Linked DNA regions of Gossypium hirsutum: region 2 is linked to region 1. The links are chromatin contacts, called in public Hi-C maps. All regions are on one chromosome and are shown on one strand. The core of a region is the stretch at or near the end of the contact, and the rest is flanking DNA. Distances in the headings are between cores, read along the strand shown. Region 1 has its middle 11 kb from the start of LOC121207570. Region 2 holds the start of LOC107896426 (germin-like protein subfamily T member 2).

Evidence for each region. A called contact is a pair of places that touch in the nucleus more often than the background predicts.
Region 2: a contact with region 1 is called in a Hi-C map of fibers, with 4 times the contacts expected there. The contact joins the promoter of LOC107896426 here to the enhancer-like site in region 1. A contact is called at or near these places in 15 of 34 Hi-C or Micro-C datasets (callus, fibers, hypocotyl and 3 more).

What each region holds. Positions count from the first base shown.
Region 1 is chrA10:104,107,121-104,112,810 of Gossypium_hirsutum_v2.1, reverse strand. It overlaps the pseudogene LOC121208071. Among protein-coding and RNA genes, the nearest start is that of LOC121207570, 11 kb to the left of the region's middle. Within about 2 kb of position 2,735, at least 6 of the 9 cell types and tissues checked have an H3K27ac peak or open chromatin away from gene starts, as enhancers often do. A contact at or near this core is called in fibers, where this site is marked.
Region 2 is chrA10:104,167,253-104,172,942 of Gossypium_hirsutum_v2.1, reverse strand. It overlaps LOC107896426 (germin-like protein subfamily T member 2), which reads right to left and starts at 2,224. Exons shown (of 1, transcript XM_041077905.1): 1 at 1,452-2,224. The coding sequence starts at 2,224. The coding sequence ends at 1,562. LOC107895444 (5-formyltetrahydrofolate cyclo-ligase, mitochondrial) reads right to left here. Exons shown (of 10, transcript XM_016820723.2): 5 at 5,468-5,629; 6 at 4,763-4,804; 7 at 4,633-4,678; 8 at 4,125-4,195; 9 at 3,883-4,009; 10 at 3,295-3,506. The coding sequence ends at 3,491. It also overlaps the pseudogene LOC107896427.

The DNA.
Region 1 (5,690 bases), core at 1,486-3,985:
TAAATAATAAAAATTAGATTAAATATAAATATATCAATGAAATAAAGACTTAAATCATAACCATGTAAAATATAAGATGTTATCATCAAGATTTACATCCTCATCTTGCTCAAATTTTGGTGGCTTGTACCCTTTCTTGAATCATTCATCTTGTAAAATTTCAGGAACAGTTATACGCTCTCAAAAAGAACATGCAGAATTTCAACCAAAATGCACGCGCTAAAGCTTATACTGTGATCAAAGATTGCATGCAATCACAAATTTTCAGAGGATGAATTGAATTTGAAACTTACGTAAGAGGGTTGGGATCAAGAATACGCTTAATCAAATTCCTAGGACCAGATGAAAACCATGATGGACAGCTGAAAGAAGCCTACCAGATCTGAAATTTATCAAGGTACAAACAATTTTAATGAAGTTCTCATCTAAAAAGTAAAAGTCAGACTTCTGGTAAGTCTTGAACTCTTTTGGAATTAATTCAATGAAGTATAGACCTCCAATGTGGAGAAGAACAGAATAGATATGCAAAACTCTAAAGCAATATCACAGGATGGCATTATAAGAAACTAAAACAAAGATAGGAAATAACAGTAATCAGTTCAGATTCAAACATGAAAAATTGAATCATAATATAAAATATAGTATGTATGAGCCAACAGTGGATATAAAAACATTCTCAAGACAAGGAACAAGAATTTACATGATCCTCAAAATCAGGGCTCGTCAAATTGACTGAGAGATTTCTCATTAACAATAACACCTGCAAAGAGGCAAATAAAGCAGCTTGAGTTGACCATAGGATTTTAAGTAAACATATGACACTTCAATCTCCTCCACACACACACACACACCCAATTGAAATAAAATAAAATTATTAATATCATTTGGATGACATACAGTTTCCAAATTTATTGGGTCCATCTGCTTCAACTTCTGCAAGTGCCCACTTGTACCAGGATCAAAGACACTGCCAATGAAGCTGTACACCTCAGCAAAATCTGGCAAAACCGCACAGTATAGAAAGCACACTTATCATCAATGGGACAAAGGAAACTTAAGGATGTGATGACAGGAACTACTCAAGAAGACACTGATTATCACGTGTTCTTGACAACCCAGTGCTCGATCAACAACAAAAAAAGCAAATAAATAATTCCCATTCAAGCATTTTGCTGTTTAAACTAGGCAATTCAAAGTCCACAAGTAACATGTTTATTTTCAGTACTGTAAATATTGGAAAAACTAAAAACAGCAGTAACAGAATTCAGAATAACCTAGTAGGTCATAACATTATCAATGTTTACAGCAAAAAGAAAAGCAGAATTAAGGGAAGAATACAATCCAAAAAATCCCAGAGTCAAATATGTTGTTTCTTCATCATAAGGCAGCTAGAATTCTTCATGTAAGCATATGAGACAAGATGATCATTTTCTTGCAAATGGAGAAACATGAATCTTTTTCTAACAATAAACAGACCTTAAATTGATGGGAAAATAAGTAAGTGAATATGTCAAACAAATCAGACTTATCTTTTGATGACAAGCACTTAATTCAGTAATCACAAGTAGGCATTAAAATCCTAGTTGAGGCAAGTCATAGTAGATGATTAAAAATGCTATATGAAGCTTCAGTATAGATGCCATTATTTTTTAGAAATTGCATGAATAAAGAAACATGTTTCCTCTAGACATGTGATATGGTAACATGGTCCAATAGTCCTATCATCAAGCTCAAAGTAGAAATAATATGCTAACCTCTAGATTGCTTCCAGTGATCTCCTCGATCAATTGTTTCACCAAATGACCAAGTTCTGGAAGTACTTTCACTACTGCTACTATAACAAGAATTATGCACAATAGTTAGTCCAGCTAACACTGCATCATCTACAAAATACATGACCATATGTTATACTTTTAATATTTGAGAAGAAATATGAGGTAAGAGCAGTGCAGAAACAATTAAAAACCTTTAGTCACTTGAGACACAGTGACAGGCGGCACAGAGTTGTAACTCTAGGAAGACAAAGATGCAGTGGCAATTGGATTTCCAGGAGTTGATGATGAATCTCCTCTGTATGTATAACCAGGTTCATGCAAAGCAGATGAAGATTGATATGGTCCAGCAACTTGGGGTACAACAGAAGCTATATAGATGCAAAAATAACCAAGGGTCAATTCAAGATCAAGAACTACCCAGAAAAAAGATATAGATGATACTGACCAGTTTTGGGAGCTTTTTGCGGGTATGGATGAGCTGCTTTCCTTTTTGGTCGAGGGGGAGGTATATGTTCACTTGTCCCATTTTTTTGAACCTTTAGAAAATACTTCTGTGCATGACTACGGATCTGCCAAGCACATCCATTAAACAATCAGAGAAACATGTTGAAGACAACATATAGCCTAGTAGTTACAGAAAGAAATCAAGACATCTTCTAAATTACCTGGATCACTGTCTTTGACCCGACAAAAGCTTCAATCTTTTTCCAATCACGATCAAATCTAAGACGAGTAATGTGAACCAAAAAAAAACACATCAGCACCAAGAGATAGAAAGTAAGCACCTAAAATATAAAGCAAAAAACAGAATCAAATGAAAAATAGAGTGTAAAGAAGAGAAGAACAGGAAAAAGGGGGGGTCTCCATTTTTTAAAATTAAATTTATAATAAGTTCAAAGCTTTGAGATTGTGGAGGGAGATGAACGTGTAGCCGAATAGCAGAAGCCACAATAGACACAACCCCACCTTCAACGCTGCCGTCTGGTTCACTGCCATCTCTTCTATCTCAGAGTATAACTGGAAACCAAATCAAGACTGAAGCAATTTGATGCCAAATCAAGACTGCCATCTCAGTTTCTTGATTGAAAAGAGCAACGGAGGGGGTGAGATTGGGGGGTTTTTTGAGGATACCAATTTTAGGGGAAAAAATTAGGCATTTTAAAAGGGGAAAATTTAGGGATAAAAGTGCGCCGCCAGTGAAATAATTTTTTTGTCGCGTTTTTATAAAAAATGCCGTTATAGTTAATTTTTTGTTGCGTTTTTATAAAAATGCTACAAAAAATTATTTTATTTTAAATAAAATGATTATGTTTTATTATGCTAAAAAAATTTATTTTCTGTATTAAAAATTATTAGTTAAGTGATTTTATAAAATATTTTTTATTACTATTTTTTATAAATTGGTTTTTATAAATAAAAAAATTAAGTATTTTGGAAATAAATATTGTATATTTTACTAAGAAAACAAATAATTAAATGGCTTTAATTAATTATTAAGTTAGAATTATCCAATGTAAGCAATCAATCTCTTACATATCAAATTTCTATTAAAGATTGAGACGTTAATCATAATTTTATATTATTCTTTTCCAATTTAATCTCCATTTCATTAGAGATATTTCTTCATAACTAAAATATAACTATTTTGCTAGATGTTCGGTGTGGAATGATTTTAGTTTTTGTATTTTATTTTTATTTGTTATAATTCGGTCATATCCAAAATAGATAGTTACCTATCCATATCAATCTGTTAATTTTTTATCTATTTATCAATGTTTTTGAAAATCTAATATTTAAATATATCAAATGGTTTAGATTAATATTTTTAAATATAAAAGTATTAATTGATTGTATAAAATTTTATCATTTAACAAATCTTAACTTTAAATCCTAAACTATTTAATATATATAAAGCCTAAATCCTAAACCATTTAATATATATAAAGTCTAATCCTTAAGTAAACCTAACACTTAACCCCTAACCCCTAACCCTTAAACCCCAACCCTTAAATCATAATCCACGAAATAAAATGGAATCGATGAATTAAAAACAATACAAAATGACACAGCAATACAAGCATTATTCTTTTAAGTATGGTCCGCATTAGTTGTTTAGATTTTTATATAATGGCATACTGGTTATTACATCAAATTTTATTAATTTTGTTACATAAAAATTCAATGAGTGTGCCATATTCTAGTATGATTATTTTACTTTACGAATTCAAAACATCCATTGTTTCGAATCGAGTTTTAAATAAAATTAATTGTAATTTTATAATTTATATCAATTTGAGTGCAATAATTGTTTGTCTATATAAATTAAATATTAAAAATATTTTTAGTTGAATCATATTAATGGAAAGAAAAATTTATAATTATAGTTATTTTTTATTAAGTTGGTGTTATGGGTTAATCAAGTATATTAATTCAGTTGTGAAATTATTAACTTACCCTCTCACATATAAATTAAGTTATAAGAATGTATTTTTATATTTATATATATATAATAAAAACTCGAAACACAATTAACTTTATGATTATAACTAAAATAACAATTAATTTTTATATAAACTTTTAATAAATATATGAGTTAAATAATATCTTTTCGCATAGGAGTGTTAAATCTTACAAAAGAAAAAGTAATTCTCTTAACATACTTTAACAAATTGAATACTAAACCACTTAATATTTAAAAGCTAAAATATGAGATAAGTATTTGTACTTTTCGTAAAATTAAAATTTAGTCATTATATTTCTATTCTTAAGAATTTAATTCCTCTATGTTTCAAATTTCTGAATTTAAGTTTAATTGTTAAAATTACTTTTTTATTATTATTAAATTCGTTAGGGATTTAGGATGTCGAATTTGGGAATGAGTGATAATACTTTAGGGATTTAGGATGAGGAAGAAGGAGGAAATAGAACTGAGGAAAAACGGGGAAAATGTTAAGTGTATCAGGTGTGGGTAAAAAATAAGACAGCTAAACGACGAAGTTTTGAACAAAATAATTTAACATTAGCAGCGTTTATAACCTAGCAACACTAAAAATGCACCTATTGCGGTGTTTAGGGTTTTAGGGGTTATAGTTTAGTGTTTAGGGCTTGTTAGGGTTTAGGGGTTTACTATTTTAGGGGTTATAGATTAGTGTTTTATGTTTTTTTGGGGGTTTAGGATTTTAGGAGTCACATGACTTTTAGTGGCGTTTTACCAAAAGCGCCGCTAATGCTCTGGTCTTTAGCGGTGTTTTACCAAAAGCGCCGCTAATGCTCTTGTCTTTAGCGGCGTTTTAACAAAAAACGCCGCTATTGCTCAGTTTCTGTTTACAATTTTTGCAATGTTTTTTTATAAAACGCCGCTAAAGCCCTATTTTCCTGTAGTGAATCAAACCAAAAATGAAATTTATTTTTCCAACAAACCAAATAAGAAAGCACCTACTTTTCGATTTTGGGTTGCGGAAACTCTCACGATTGTTGAACCTTTTTCGTTTCTAATAGTTTTAGGGATTTCAAGAAGATTTCGGAATGCTAACGATTTAGGTATTTCAAGATTTAGAGATTTAAAGATTGTTAGGGATTCAATGAAGATTTCGGAGTGTAGGGATTTAGGGAATTTCACAATTTGGGGATTTTAGAAATTGGGAAGACATTTTCAAATTTGGGAGTTTGGAGATTTAGGGTTTTTTTTATTTTATGATTATTAATTTGTTTAATTTTTTGCCACGTCATCAGTTAACAGGAACGCCAAGTAGACCAACTTTTTTGACCGGCTGTTGACTAATGGACAGCTGACGGTTACCGTTTTAATTTGGTTGATATCTAAAAAATCTGTTACTTTAGGGGCCGATTTCAAAAGAAAAAAGAGGTTTGGGGTATATATCCAAAAGCCCCCAAAGATTGAGGGTTTTTTTTGCA
Region 2 (5,690 bases), core at 975-3,474, 61 kb before region 1:
GGTTCGATTTGTCGGGATTGTTTACAAAAAACGACGAGAAAAAGAAGGAAATACAGTTCACTTCCATGCATTCGGCCTCTGCTATTACATCTAAACTAGAGGACATTGCTGAGAGTTTGAAGCTAAAAGTTAAGATGAAAGATGGAGGATTGTTGAAAATGGAAGGTTCAAATAGAGGTAGAAAAGGTGCATTGGCAATTGATGCAGAGATATTTGAGTTCACCCCTTCTTTTCATTTAGTAGAGATAAGGAAGTGCAGTGGTGATACATTGGAGTTTCGAAACAAGCTGCAAGAGGATGTTAAACCAGCTCTCAAGGATATAGTTTGGGCATGGCAAGGTAATACAGTGCAGTCGTGCTAACTGTGTTCGTCCCCGGAGGGTGTTGGATGCTATATCGTGGAGGGTGTTGGATGCTATATCGTGTTAAACTGCGGTAAATACAGGTGACAGTAAAAGCTGAAACCGGAAATAGTGATGTAATAGCAATAGCTAGCATGTTTCTTGAGTTGTGATCTATGGTCACTCAATGAGTGAATGATCAAATACTTGGCTTTTGTAGTTAATGTATGAATAACACTATGGTTCTACAATATCCACATCTTTCAAGGTGCATTATACTATTTTTCTTGATTGAAAGTTTATGTATTTTTTATTTTTATTTTTATTTTTATTTTTTAAAATAATTTTTTTGAATTTTTTAGAATTAAGATCAAATAAATAAAATGTATTCATACCAAAAGCTAAATTTTTTTATTTTGTCACTATGTTATTCTTCCATTAATGATTTAACCGAGGAGTGTGAATAATATTGATGAAGAAATTTTTATAAAAAATTATAGTTGAGTGGCGAAAATAAATTATGATTTTATTTGTTCTGGTTTTACTTTAGAATTTATTATGTATATCCAGTAGAATTAATTTTATTTTTATAGATTTAGTTGATTAATTTTTTAGAGGATAGATTCTTATTATGTTTTTAAATTAATTTATATTTTGATATTTTTTCTATCACTTTGATTTTTAATTAATTTATATTTTAATTTTTCATATTACGTAAAAAATAATTTAAATAATTGGTTGCTATTTAAAAGAAATAAATTTATTGATATTTCATAGCATAAATATTAAATTGAAGTGCTTAATCTTTCCATATTATAAATTAATTTTGTCCAAAGAGATTTTAACTAATTATTTATTATTGATTATTGTAAATAGAAGAATAATTTTCATAAGTTTCCATAAGGTTAAATTATGATTTGTCATACTCAACTTGAGGATTTAGTTTCTTTCATTTAAATAATGAAATAATAATATTAAAGTCCTAATGTTTTCTTAATAAATATTTCAATATTTATGTAAATATTATTATTTGGAGCAGAGTATAACCAAAGACATTTTTTGGATTAAAAAATCTCAACATTTTTCCGGAAAATCTTTTATTCATAAATCAAAGCTAAAATACTCAATGATTATTATAAAAGAACATGGAAAGATACAGATGTGGATAAATAGCATAACAAGCCAGTTCCCCAAGTAGCAGAGCAGGGTTTTCGAGTATCTTACGACCTAAACTTGGATTTTATGGTATTGATAAGATCCGCATCGACTTGGAAGGTCTTGGTTAACACTTCATTAGGGATAGAAGAAGCGAAGAGATTTAGGGGAACAATCGCAGCACCGGGCAAGTGGCTGTTGAAAGCCGTGTAAGCTAGTGCCTCCCCATCTCCGACGTTGAGTTGGAAGTGCACCAGTCCTCGAGGGATGGCAAACATATGCCCTGCAGTCAAGACTTTCGAGTAATACACATTGTTAGTAGTCACAAAACCTACGAGGAGCTTCCCTTCAATGACTACACCGACCTCGCTCGCACGTGGATGCGAATGAGGAGGGTTGATTCCACCCGGGGCAAAGTCCACCCGGTTCATTGAAATCCCAAGAGTATTCAGCCCTGGGAATGAGAGGACATTTCCAGGTGTGAGGAATGACGAAAAGGCGTTTGTGGTGTTACCTTCCTGGGTGAACCCATCAAAGAAAAAGTCATCCGAAGTCACCTCGGATGCTGGTTTGCAAGGAAAACCGTTAACAGATATAGAGGCACTCAGGTTTGCTACACAAAAGTCTTGTAATGGATCAGGGTCAGCTGAATGAGAAGGAAGAGGAAGAAGCCAGAAAACTGTGAGGCAACACAGTAGGTGGAATAACAAGGAAACCATGGCAGACATGAATTTCTCTTCCTGAGATTACAGCTAATGAAGATAAAAATGGAGTATAAAGATATTACAAGTCTGTAAAACAATGCCAAAATATACGAACTTGGTAAATGTTAGTTGGCTTTTAAGGGTGCATACTTAAATCAAACTATAAAGATGACACGCAAAAGGCCATGTAATTCTTAAAGACTACAGAGAAATAATCAAGAAAATGACAGCGGCAGAAAATCAACACCTAATCCTAATAGAAATTGCAAATGGGGCAGAGAAGACAAAGTCTACAACATTTATGAAGACATTTGCAACCAATAACTGGACCGAGTTTAACTTGACTCGGTCAAACTGAATTGAATACAGTTACATAGCTAGCTTTATGAGACACTAGTCAATGAACCATATTCACAATGACAAATTCCATTGCCCATATATCCACTCTCATAAGGGTTTTAGCGTGGTCTTAAAGGCGGCAACTCAACCAAACTTCAATCTCAATGCGACTTCAAAAACTAAACTTTATGTGAAAATGCATATAGGTATATTGGACCTCTATGTTATTCCAACTTTTCATATTTCTTGAAGAACCCGTGTTTGATGTATATCTGGAAAGGGGTATGGGAATATAATCCTTTGAAAACCCTCCAAACATAGAGCAGATCTTCAAGAAAAAAATTGAACCTCGTGCTAGACACATCCGCATCTGATATTCACACCTGACTCAGAGAAACAAAGAAGGAACCTAGTACAAATGTGTCCCAATCTGAGCAAAAAGTAACAGTTAACTAATCCTGTTGATTTTCCAATTTGTTCACATAAGGATCTCTTTCAAGTGAAGTTTCAAGGTATCACCAAGAGAACACTGAATTGACCAAGTAAATTAACTCTTAGATATGACATGAGAACACACAGTGTGAAACCAAAAAGATGTTGTAAGATGCTTACACTTTGATATTGTCAAAGAGAAGGAATTTCTTAAAGCATGAAGTTACAACTGACGGGATATTATTGTCAAATGATGCAGAAAGAAAAAAAATTGTAATTCCAGCATTTCATATTTAAAGAAAATATAAGAAACGTGAAGCAAATTGGAGTAAAAATTTTCTCTCCATGAGAATTCCAACATGGTTGCATATAGCGAGATCAGTCAAATACAATAAAATATCCCGAATCCATACCACAATTACAATCTCTGCTTTGAGCAGGCAAAGGTCATGACAATTCACTGGTGGACAGGCATTCATGGCCTCCGAGAAATTGCACAGCAGAACTGTATCCCATTATTCAATAACACAAGCCCCTGCATCTCATACATTGTGGAAAAGACAATCCTATCAAAATTTGCAGGCTATTCAAACTGCAATTTCAGAAGAATCCTATTGAAGAAAAGCACTTGGATCTGACTCAGAGGAGCACAGCATTAAGGCTTCATTCTGCAAGGGTTATATAAGTTATATGACAAGAAAAAGTATAAAAACTCTATGTGTGTGAGAGAGATCCTATGTTACTTAGGTGCAAGTCTTGGACGCATATATGTATTATGTATGTTCAATATTTTCTTAGTTTTTTCATAAATTTGGATGACTGTACCACAATGACCATTTCTGAGTCGGACACAGTTACTTCATGAAAAAATGAACAGTCGTATAACATAGGAGCAATCTAAAAAATAATACCTCCCTAAGGCAGCTGAGGTAATGGGAATCACTCCAGTGGGGGAAACCAAAGCATCCACCAGTACATCATTTGGGGTGACTGGTATTACTTCTTCATCCATTATCTGCACAGAATAAGACAGTGCAACTGCAAACCACAGCAATTGTTGAAGATAAGAATCTGAAAAACTAAAGCAGAACAGAACAACCTAGAGCATGTAATATAGCATGAAAGTAGACTAAGAAACAAAACTAGCAAATACCAAAGAGTGGGAGCCTCCAATTCTTTTCCTTGGCAAGCTCCTTGTAGTTCTTCAAGAATGTATCATAATATCTTTTCGATCCCACATGTCCACAAAAATAAAAGCAGAAATTATCAAGTAAGAGTTAAGCGATGACAATGAGACATGCACTAAAAGCACAGATAAACCGAGGCAAAGACAAAGTGCGCAAACCTACAGATAAGCGCATACAACTCATGGATGTCTTCGCAATAGTTGATTATGAATTGTTTTAGGGACAAGACAACATAAAGTTCAACAAATGTAATTGCCTGTAGATATTTGATAATGATTTATTAACCAAGATAACCCAGGGCCATGGCGTTAGATAATGTTTCAATTGCTTCGTAGTTGGAAGCGCAATAACTTGAGACTAAGAACTTAGGTAAAAAACCTGCCAGACGCTCACAAATATAAAGTATCTCTGAATTATGAAAGAATAACAAAACGCAGAAGATAGGCTAAATTTCAATAAGAATGGTAAACACACCCTCCACCACGGCCTAACCGTCTTCCAGATCTGTCAAAAGCAAGTCCTAGCAACATTGCAAGAAGAATGTTAAAGAAAGCAAAGAGAAAAGAAAGAGAAACCGAGCAGAAAACAGGACAAAAACATCTACCAGGCAAAATGAACAAATCAACTGGATCATTCGCATGCATCACTGCATCAAGAAATACAATTCAACATTAGAAAACATAAATATGAAAGCAAAAATGAGAAACAAACAATAGCCATCTAATTTACTTTCCTGGAGAATAACTCAAATGTAAGACCAAAACTAAGATGAAAATGTAACAGCATTAACATAAACAATGATTTGCCTTGGATTGCGAGAATGATTTGGTTCAGCTTAGATTAGGGTAAAGAGAGCAAGGAAGTTACCTTAACAAATATTAACATAGTTGTTGTAACAAATAAGATTATACAAACAAAAACTTAAAGATTTATTCTATCATAGAGGTAAGAGATGAAAGCACAATAGGCAATTATAGAAAAACAATGAAAGCAATTCTTTTAGCAAGCAAAAAGTAAATGGTGAGAAACAACAACTGGAAAATTATTTAATGGTGAGAGGCAAAAGGATCAAAACCAAGTTACTCAAACTCAGGTGTGAGTGTCGAAGAGCGATATATATCTGAGATGGGTATGCCCAATTTTCTTTTTTTCTTTTTTTCTTTTTTTCTTTTTCATATATTTAGTGAGTTAGAGTATCACATCATCGAACCCATATCTAAATACGTGCAAGGAATGAGTCACACTGGAACCAGGAAAAAAAAGATCATAGTAACATAGAATAAAAATATATAGAGATCAACTTGTATACCATCTTCACGAGTATTTCCATCAGCATCAACTGAAGCAGGTTCCAAAATGTTCATGGAATTCGCAACTAAATCATCGATGCGCGAGATATTGAACATCCTCATGTTACTATTCTTATCCTCCACGCGAGGAACATAAAGTTTTTTTTGCAGTCTGAAGCTTACTACCATCTAGCACAGAGACAAAAAATAGGTTAAAAAAAAAGCTAAAAACAACACAATAAA